Linked DNA regions of Mus musculus: all the other regions are linked to region 3. The links are chromatin contacts, called in public HiChIP or PLAC-seq maps. All regions are on one chromosome and are shown on one strand. The core of a region is the stretch at or near the end of the contact, and the rest is flanking DNA. Distances in the headings are between cores, read along the strand shown. Region 1 has its middle 12 kb from the start of Pdlim4. Region 2 holds the start of Slc22a4 (solute carrier family 22 (organic cation transporter), member 4). Region 3 holds the start of 4933405E24Rik (RIKEN cDNA 4933405E24 gene).

Evidence for each region. HiChIP or PLAC-seq counts read pairs in DNA pulled down with a chosen protein or histone mark.
Region 1: an HNF4G HiChIP or PLAC-seq map of pancreatic cancer cells shows a contact between it and region 3. The contact joins the enhancer-like site here to the promoter of 4933405E24Rik in region 3. A contact is called at or near these places in 1 of 15 datasets of contacts at CTCF or cohesin (the NIH/3T3 cell line), 3 of 484 Hi-C or Micro-C datasets (muscle stem cells, nephron progenitors and reprogramming fibroblasts), 4 of 115 datasets of contacts at active chromatin or transcription factors (CD8 T cells, bone marrow-derived macrophages, fibro-adipogenic progenitors and 1 more) and 1 of 9 other capture datasets (adipose tissue).
Region 2: an HNF4G HiChIP or PLAC-seq map of pancreatic cancer cells shows a contact between it and region 3. The contact joins the promoter of Slc22a4 here to the promoter of 4933405E24Rik in region 3. A contact is called at or near these places in 3 of 115 datasets of contacts at active chromatin or transcription factors (bone marrow-derived macrophages, pancreatic cancer cells and stem cell-derived neural progenitor cells) and 2 of 9 other capture datasets (adipose tissue and liver).

What each region holds. Positions count from the first base shown.
Region 1 is chr11:54,079,261-54,081,960 of GRCm38.p6, forward strand. No RefSeq gene overlaps it. Among named protein-coding and RNA genes, the nearest start is that of Pdlim4, 12 kb to the left of the region's middle. Within about 2 kb of position 1,306, at least 33 of the 459 cell types and tissues checked have an H3K27ac peak or open chromatin away from gene starts, as enhancers often do. A contact at or near this core is called in nephron progenitors and pancreatic cancer cells, where this site is marked.
Region 2 is chr11:54,026,830-54,029,529 of GRCm38.p6, forward strand. It overlaps Slc22a4 (solute carrier family 22 (organic cation transporter), member 4), which reads right to left and starts at 1,275. Exons shown (of 10, transcript NM_019687.4): 1 at 755-1,275. The coding sequence starts at 1,147.
Region 3 is chr11:54,211,937-54,214,636 of GRCm38.p6, forward strand. 4933405E24Rik (RIKEN cDNA 4933405E24 gene) reads right to left here and starts at 1,352. Exons shown (of 3, transcript NR_045506.1): 1 at 894-1,352. The region is part of intron 3 of Gm12223 (a long non-coding RNA gene); the gene reads left to right.

The DNA of each region.
Region 1 (2,700 bases), core at 56-2,555, 130 kb before region 3:
ATCAAAGTACATCTATATGTGTATGAAATTGTCAAAAAGTAATTTGCTGTTGTTTATACAGCAACAGAACAAGGGTTGTAATCTTATAATTTTCCACAGTGTAGAATGAGCCTCACATGGATTCATTGTGTGTGTGTGTGCATGTGTGTGTGTGTGTGTGTGTGTGTGTGTGTGTGTGTGTGAGAGAGAGAGAGAGAGAGAGAGAGAGAGAGAGAGAGAGAGAGAGAGTATAAAATATTCACCCTTTTAGGTTACCTTTCTTGATGCTGCAGCAAAATACCTGACAGGAACAATTTGGGAAAGGAAGGCATGGTGGCTGGGGTGGCTCTGTTGTTGGTTGGAGTGAGTGGCCTGAGCTGTTCACCTCTGACAGATCAGGAAACAGAGAGCCCCACTAAGAATCAGAAATGGGCATCATGTTTAAAGCTTGCCCCCCCCCACCAGTGACCCACTTCTGCTAGCTAGGCCACAGTTCCAAAGGTTCCACAGCCCCTCAGAGCAGAGTCACCATCTGGAAGACAAGTACCTAAACATTTGAATGCGAGGACCTTCCCAAATACACGGTTATTTAAATCATAACTTTATGTTTACATTATTACAGTACGGACAGGTTTCTAAACAGTTCGGATACTTACATTCAACGAGAAGTTAATAAACGGGGTATGATGACTCCCACCTGTGATCCCAGCACTCAAGAGGGGGAGGCAGAGGATTTCTGTGAGTTGAAGGCCAGTCTGGGTTACAGAGTAAGATCCTGCCTCAAAATACAAAACAAACAAATAAGCAAACCAACCAAAAAACTGGCCACCATCAAACCCCAAAACCCGGAGCTCATAGGAAGCATAGGTAGACATGTTTAGTCTTGGGGTGGGAATCCTTTTTATTATCACAATGCTCTGCTTTCTTGTTATAGATAGGTTAAAGGGTCAGAAGGATACACTGGTGACTTACTGACTTGTTATTTCTGGTTTTCTTTAAGATTTCTTTATTTTGTTATTTTATATGTGTGGGTGTTTTTCCTGCATGTATGTCTGTGCACCAGGGGTATTCCTGGTGTTTGTGGAGGCACAAATGGTTGTGAGCCACTGTATAGGCGCTGGGACTTGAACCTGGGTCCTCTGGAAGAGCACTGAGCACTCTTAACTACTGAGAAGATTTCTAATTCTGGAGCTGGTGTTTGAGGGCTGGTATTTTTATTGTGTTTGTAACTTAAAACTTGTGACAAAGGCGTGTTAGTGGAGGGAGGGATTATGTTGACTCACAGCTGGAAGGTACAGCGATCAAGGAGCAGGAGGTGTGGTGGCAGGAAGGGAGGCAGCCAGCCCTCTGCACCGCAGCCAGTCTGCACCTGCAGCCAGCCGGGAAGCAGAGAGACAGGTCAGTCCAGGGCCTCAGCTCGTTTGCTCCCTTTTCTTTATTCAGGAGCCCCAGTCCATGAGACAGTGACCCTCCCACACCTCAGTTGACCTACTCTAGACCATCTTTCACAGACATGGGGATTCGGAATCCCGGCAAGCTGACAAGATTAACTATCAGACCTGTCTTCTAGTTATGTTCTTTGTACTAGCAGCCTGTGTTCCTGTCTTTAGGACTGAGTTTCCATCAGATACCATTTCCCTCTGCCCTTGAGAACCTTCTCCAACACTTCTAGTGCCACAAAATCTACTGCTGGTTGTTCTATTTTCAGTAGCAAATCTCTCTCTCTCTCTCTCTCTCTCTCTCTCTCTGTCTGTGTGTGTGTGTGTGTGTGTGTGTGTGTGTGTGTGTGTGTGTGTATGTGTGTGTGTGTGTGTGTGTGCATGTATATGTGTATTACTGTGTGCAGTTCATGTGCATGTGTATGGGTGCACAGAGGCCGGAGTAGGACATTGGGTACTCTGATCTATCACTCTCCATCTTATTCATTTGAGACAGGGTATTTTACTGAAACCGGAGCTAGGCTATCAGCCACAAGCCCCATGTGAGCCTCCTTTTTCTACCCCCACACCTTTAGTTTACTGGCTTAAACATGTTTTCCTTTTTTTAATTGTATGTATATGGATGTTAAGAGGGCATTGGATTCCTCGGAACTGGAGTTATGGACAGTTGTGATCCTTCATATTGGCATTGTGAGTTGAGTGCGGATTCTCCGAAAGTGCCCTTAACTACTGAATCCCCCAAATCCCTCCACCTTTATTTTAGGAGACAGGGACTCTCACTGTGCCTTGAGCTTCACTAACCAATCAGCTGGCTAGCCACTGAGCTTCACTAACCAGACCTGGGTTGTTGGCCTGCGCTACCATGCTTGGCTTTTTGGTGAGTTCTGGAGATCCAAACTCAGGTCCCCATATTTGTACAGAAGACACTTTCCATGCTAAGCTGTCTCTCCTGTCTCTGTTTCTTTAAGATAGTTCTCTGTCGCCCGCCAGGGCTGGCCTTACACTTCTGATCCTCCAGCTTCAACCCCTTGAGTGCTGAGATGGCAGGTGCAGGTGCACTTCCATGCCTGGCTCTCTGGATCTAATCTTCATCGTCTCCCCTCTTGGCTAGCTATTGCATTTTCTGTTTCTTCACGTGCCTAAGAGCATTTGATCAGAGATAATGGGAACTGTTGGTACATCATTGTTATGAGTCCAGGTATTATTTCTCCTTTAAGTGTTTCACTAGACAGCAAATTAACCAGGAGCCCCATTTAGTTCTACTGACTTTATTAGGGGAAAC
Region 2 (2,700 bases), core at 25-2,524, 190 kb before region 3:
GGGAAGGCAGATTTTCTACCAGCTTGACCAACAGCAGGTAATCAGTTCTGGGTGATGCTCTTGCCAGAAACAGTGCTTGTCTTATCTGTTATGACCTGGTCCTCAGCAAATACGCAGCAGGAAACTAAGAGGGAGTAGTAGGTCCACATTCAGACTCTGGTGACTTGGGGAACCTATTCCCTGATCACTTAGAGGTAAGGCAGTGGGCTCAGCTGGAGCCTTGATCACCAGCTTACACTTCCCTCAGAAGTACGGGTCTTTCCTTGAGTGTCCAAAGGCCAGGTTCTAGTTTTGACTCCTTACATCCAACCAGTGTCAAGGAAGGGGCTGCTGCCTCTTTTTCGAGAAAGTGGGGGCCTCGACATAGAGGCCCTTCTGTCTCAAGACCCTTCCTTGTGTCCATCAACAGACCACTGTAGCCATTCTCTGTAGCAAGGAAATAGCTATGACTATAAATCAAGACAGTCTGGTTTGGCCTGCCCAGGGAAGCACCAGGGCTCTTGGGAAACTCTGTTGTGAAACTCAGAAAGGAAAAGGCAGTTGATGACAACACTCTCTTTTTTTCATCCCCTCCATGCCACACAGAAATTCATCAGCTCTGAGTGTGCGCTGAGAATACACTCACAACCCCACTCTGTGCCTGGAAGTTTTGAGACAGTAGGTGACACTGACCCAGGCACTGTCAGGGGCTGTTGGGGGCACGGATGCAACGGAGTCTCCATTCCCAATGTCCAGCTCCAGCACTACCACCTACCTCTGTCACGATGGTGGACAGGAAGATGTCCTTGTCGTACTCCCAGCCATCCAGGCAGCTCTCCTGCTCCAGCTGCTCCAGATCCACGTCCTGTCCTGGCTCCAGCCCCATCGCAGAGAAGTTGGCGATGGTGGCCAGTCGGTAGCGGCGGCAGCTCTGAGGCACCTGTCGTCCGTCCTTCGTCTCCAAGGGGATGCTGTGGTTGCGCCAGGAGCTGCTCAGGTTCACAGTGTCAGGAACCAGGCAACGGTGCTCGGGGGTCCCCGCCAGGAACACGACTGACATACCATTGAAGCCATTGGGGATGATGCTGGCGCTGAGCAGAAAGAAGATGAGGCGCTGGAAGGGCCCCCACTCGCCCAGGAAGGCGATCACCTCGTCGTAGTCCCGCATGTTTCCACCTCTCCTCCTCAGCTTGCGTGAGGGAGGTGGGTGGAGAGAAAGGATTCAGCGATTGCGGCGCGCTGAGGGGATCTTCCTAGGTGGCTGCGTGCAAACACGCCGTGGGTGCTGCAAAACTCCCAGGGGTTGGCGCGGAGCGCCGGGAAGCCGAGTCCTCTGGACCACACCCCCGTGCGGCTAGGCAGCGAAAGGCCACTGCACTCCACCGATCTGGGCGGAGCTCTCGGGCCGGCTCAGCCTCCTGCTCCGTTCCTTGCACCCAGCGGCCTTCCACGCAGGCCTCCCGCCCGGAATCGGCCGGACAACGCGCGTGCAGCTAGGAGCTCCGGCTTTCTCGGCCCCACGTGGGAGGGAGAGCGACAGGGAGGAGCGTCCCGAAAGCCAGGCCTAGCCCGGAGCAGGAGTTCGTTGCTCCACAATCCCAGCCTGGATTATGAGCAGGCGGACCGGTCAGTTAATCAAGTCTGCGCTCCCAAGAGACCTGTGTGGGGGACAGGAGCGCCACCTCTTCACACACACCAGCGTGGGAACTCACTTATGAACCTTAGCATGGCCGTAGTCCATCACGGGACGGCGGCGGCCCGAGAAGCGTCCTTGGAAAAGCAGGATCCTCACCTTGCAAAGAGGCGACTGTGGACCTGGAGCCAGAAAAGGATGTGCGAGGTCATGCTGAGTCAGAGGCGCGCCCTGGATTAGAAGGGCTGGATCACGGGCCCCTGAGTCGTTCTAGTGTCCTTTCGAAAGATTCCCTGTGGCCTTTATAGAGACACCAGAGGGAAGTCGGCCCACTGAGGGAGCATAGAGGAGTCACCACGCCTGGGCTCGGTGTTTGTCCTTTTGCACTCTCGGGGCACCCGGAGTCCTTTATTGCGGCACGGTGCCAAAGCCTTCTTGGACTGAAAGGCTATTTGCAGAAAGGCCCATTCTAGTCTAGGAACAGAGGGAGGAAGGGACAGAGAGAGGACAAACTGGTGAGATTTGGCCCTCAGAACTGGCAGGGTAACCAAAAGCGGGATTGCCTTTTTTCTCTCTCTGCTCAGTATTCACATCTAAGGTCCTGGGCACAGTGTACAAGCTAGCCCAAGCTAGAGCTGGGCTCCCCTAGCCTGGGATCCACAGGCCTGGAGAGACTGTAAGGCTGAGTAGCCCAACACTTTGCACAAACCGGGTTGTCTCATCAGACTCTGGCAAGGAACTGAAGGAGACTTCTGCTTTTTTCTTTGTTTTTGTTAGTTTCCCCCATGAGTCCTACTGTTAGGCTGACTTCCCACCAGTAACTTACATTTCTTTTCCTGTCATTTAAGCCGCATCTCCTAGTATGCCAGGACACTAGCTTTTTACTTTTGTTCGTTTGAGACAGGGTCTTCGGATGTAGCCCTGGCTGTCCTGGAACTTGCTATGTAGACCTGGCTGGTCTTGACTCACAGAGCTAGCTCTGCCTGTCTCTGCCTCCCAAGTGCTGGGATTAAAGCTGTGCACTTCTGTGCCTGGATCCGTGCTTATTAATCCAGTGAGAGTACTCGCAGGGTTTCTTTACTTCTGAA
Region 3 (2,700 bases), core at 102-2,601:
CCCACACCCCACCACTTCACTGCCTCCTGCCGGGGAATCAGAGAGCCTGGCTATATATAGGCTTTTGCTGTGAACCTTCTCCACTCCTCAAAATGGAAAAGAAGAGGTTCTCTCCTCTGCCATGTATGCTCTGAATCTCTTCAGAGACTCCACCATGCTGCCTGTCTCTGATGCTGTGGCCTAAATACTCCTTGGACCTCCCCCCATGCTGTTGACCCTCTTTCTGTCTGTCCATGGCATCATTATCTCTTCTAATAGACTCCTTATTCCCCAGTAGCCCATCTCAGTTCCCTCGAATCACTCAACCCTACCTAAAACCCAACAGCGGTATGCAGTGTTTTCCGGATGAGTAGTCTCTGTTGCCAGTATCATTTTAAAAATCTATCCACTACTGTAGGAAATGACACTAGAAGATTTTCCATAGTCAAATTTCACTGAACTCTAGGTATACAACCAGTTGACCATAATCTCTTGATCTCTTCACTCAGCTTAGTGATACTTTATTCCTGTTGAGTTCTATCACAGTCAACCAGAACTGTACCCTGCCCCTAGACTGGCTTGCATATACATTCTCCGTGTACCCACAGAATCCCATCTCTCCCTATGAGATGTACTTACAATTTGGTATTATAATTACCTATCTTGGGGGCTTGGAGATGTAGCTCAGTTGGTAAGAGTGCTTGATTAGCATGCACAAAGCCCCAGGTTCAATCTCCCCAACCATATAAACTGGGTATGGTGACACACACCTCTGTAATCCCAGCACTTTAGAGATGGAGGCAGGAAGATCAGAAGTTCGAAGTTGTCTGAAGCTACATAGTGAGTTTGAGGCCAGCCTGAACTACTGGAGAGCCTATTAAACAACAACAACAACAACAAACCCTTATACTTACTTGTCTTCAGTGGAACATATGATTATAGAGGGACACGGTTATGTTTTCATTGGCTTCTCGGTGACTAGTTAGGGCTTAACTTAAAGGAGGCATGTGGAAATAGTCTCTTCTGTAAAAGGATGCTGACCACCCCCAGGATCTCAGCTCTTTTGAAGACCCTCATTTAGCTTTGTTGAGCCAGACAAGAGCCATTCCAGTGCTGATAATCCCCCTTGCTTCATTAACTTCACAGTCATCCCAACAGCCTGTGAGGAACTCTGGACTCTCCCTGATCCCCCATATCCTCGGATGAAAGTTCTCCATTAGTTCTAGCCAGGCATACCCAAATGTGGAGGCCTGAGAATACCTAGTTCCCCAAGCTGAGGCCTTGTGAATGTTCAATTGGATTTTTCTTCCCAGTAACCTGAAATATTTAGGAAATGCCTAAGCCATGCTCGTGAGAGTATGCATGGTCACCTGGCAACCCAGTTACCTGGAGGCTGGGTCTCTTTACCATAGAGTGCTGAGGGGCATAATGGGCATAGTTCTGTCATCATTATAGGAAGACTCCCATTTGATGCCAGGCCTCTATCACGCTAAAGATGATTTCACCGAGGCCAGCCATTGTACTTGCAAGATGAAGCCACCAAGGCCACCCAGTTGGATCATTCCTATGGAAGCAGGCAGGTACCTGGCATCCCAGCAGCCCCACTGTAGAGGCACTGCTGAGGGATACACTGCCTTGTGTGTCCAGGTAGGGAGCTGGTAGGTACTCAGTGCTAACATCATCCAGTCTTCCATCTCTGTTTTTTTTCCCTCATAGGCATCTACTGAGAAACTTCTGTACAGTGGAAGTCTGTACGGTGAGTTCTAAGGGTCCTAGAACAGCAGCAAACATAATCAAACAATCAGGTGCATGCCCAATTTCCCTCATAGTTCGCATGACACTGACTGAAGCTCACCAGGTTTGTGACACATATCAGCTTCCCTTGCGTGGCTAGGCTGCTCATCTGTCACAGCTGCTGGCACCTGCAGTCCAGACCTGAAGCCTGCAAGGTTTCTGGAGAGCTTTGAGATTCAAATGGCTGCCTCCACGTTAGCTCCTTACATGCAGAGGTGGCCTCTGACTTGCTTTATGTCTCTAGCCCATGTCCCACCTGGCTTCCCCTACCCAGGAAACATTTGGCAGTGGCTGACCAAACGCTAAGCACAGAGCTAACCTTGTTTCTTTGGAGCCTGTTAGAACCTTTAAGAGAAGTCAGGACAGAACTATAGGCACAGAAACAGGCCAGACACCTGCCTTCCTTTCTTCATGCATCCTGTGTTTAGAAGAGCCACAGCAGATGAGTTTGGTGCCACACGTCTTTAATCCCTGAACTTGGGAGGCAGAGGCAGGGCAGGTGTCTGTGAGTTCGAGGCCAGCCTGGTCTACATAGTGAGTTCCAGGACGAACAGGGACTATAGAGAGACCCTGTCTCACAAATAAAAGACAAGAACCATGGTAGAGGTGTGCTGAGACCATCCCTGTGGGAGTTCTTCTGGAGAAGTGGAGAAGGCTCTGCTCCGTGCCCATCAGTATGTGAGTCTGGCTGTGCCCACATGCGTGCTGTGCACGTACATGTTTGTACCCTTGTTGCCGCAGCAGTAGCCTACATGGACCTTGCATAACAGTCCTTATGCTGTGAGGGAGAGGGGCTCCCAATTTCCATGTCTCCTTTGAATCATTACAGTTTTTGGTGTGCAGCACTAATACATCACGGGCCCCCACCCCCTTTTAGCAGGCAGAGCGGTGACTGAAGCATTGGGCCTGTGGTTTCTGTAACAGGAA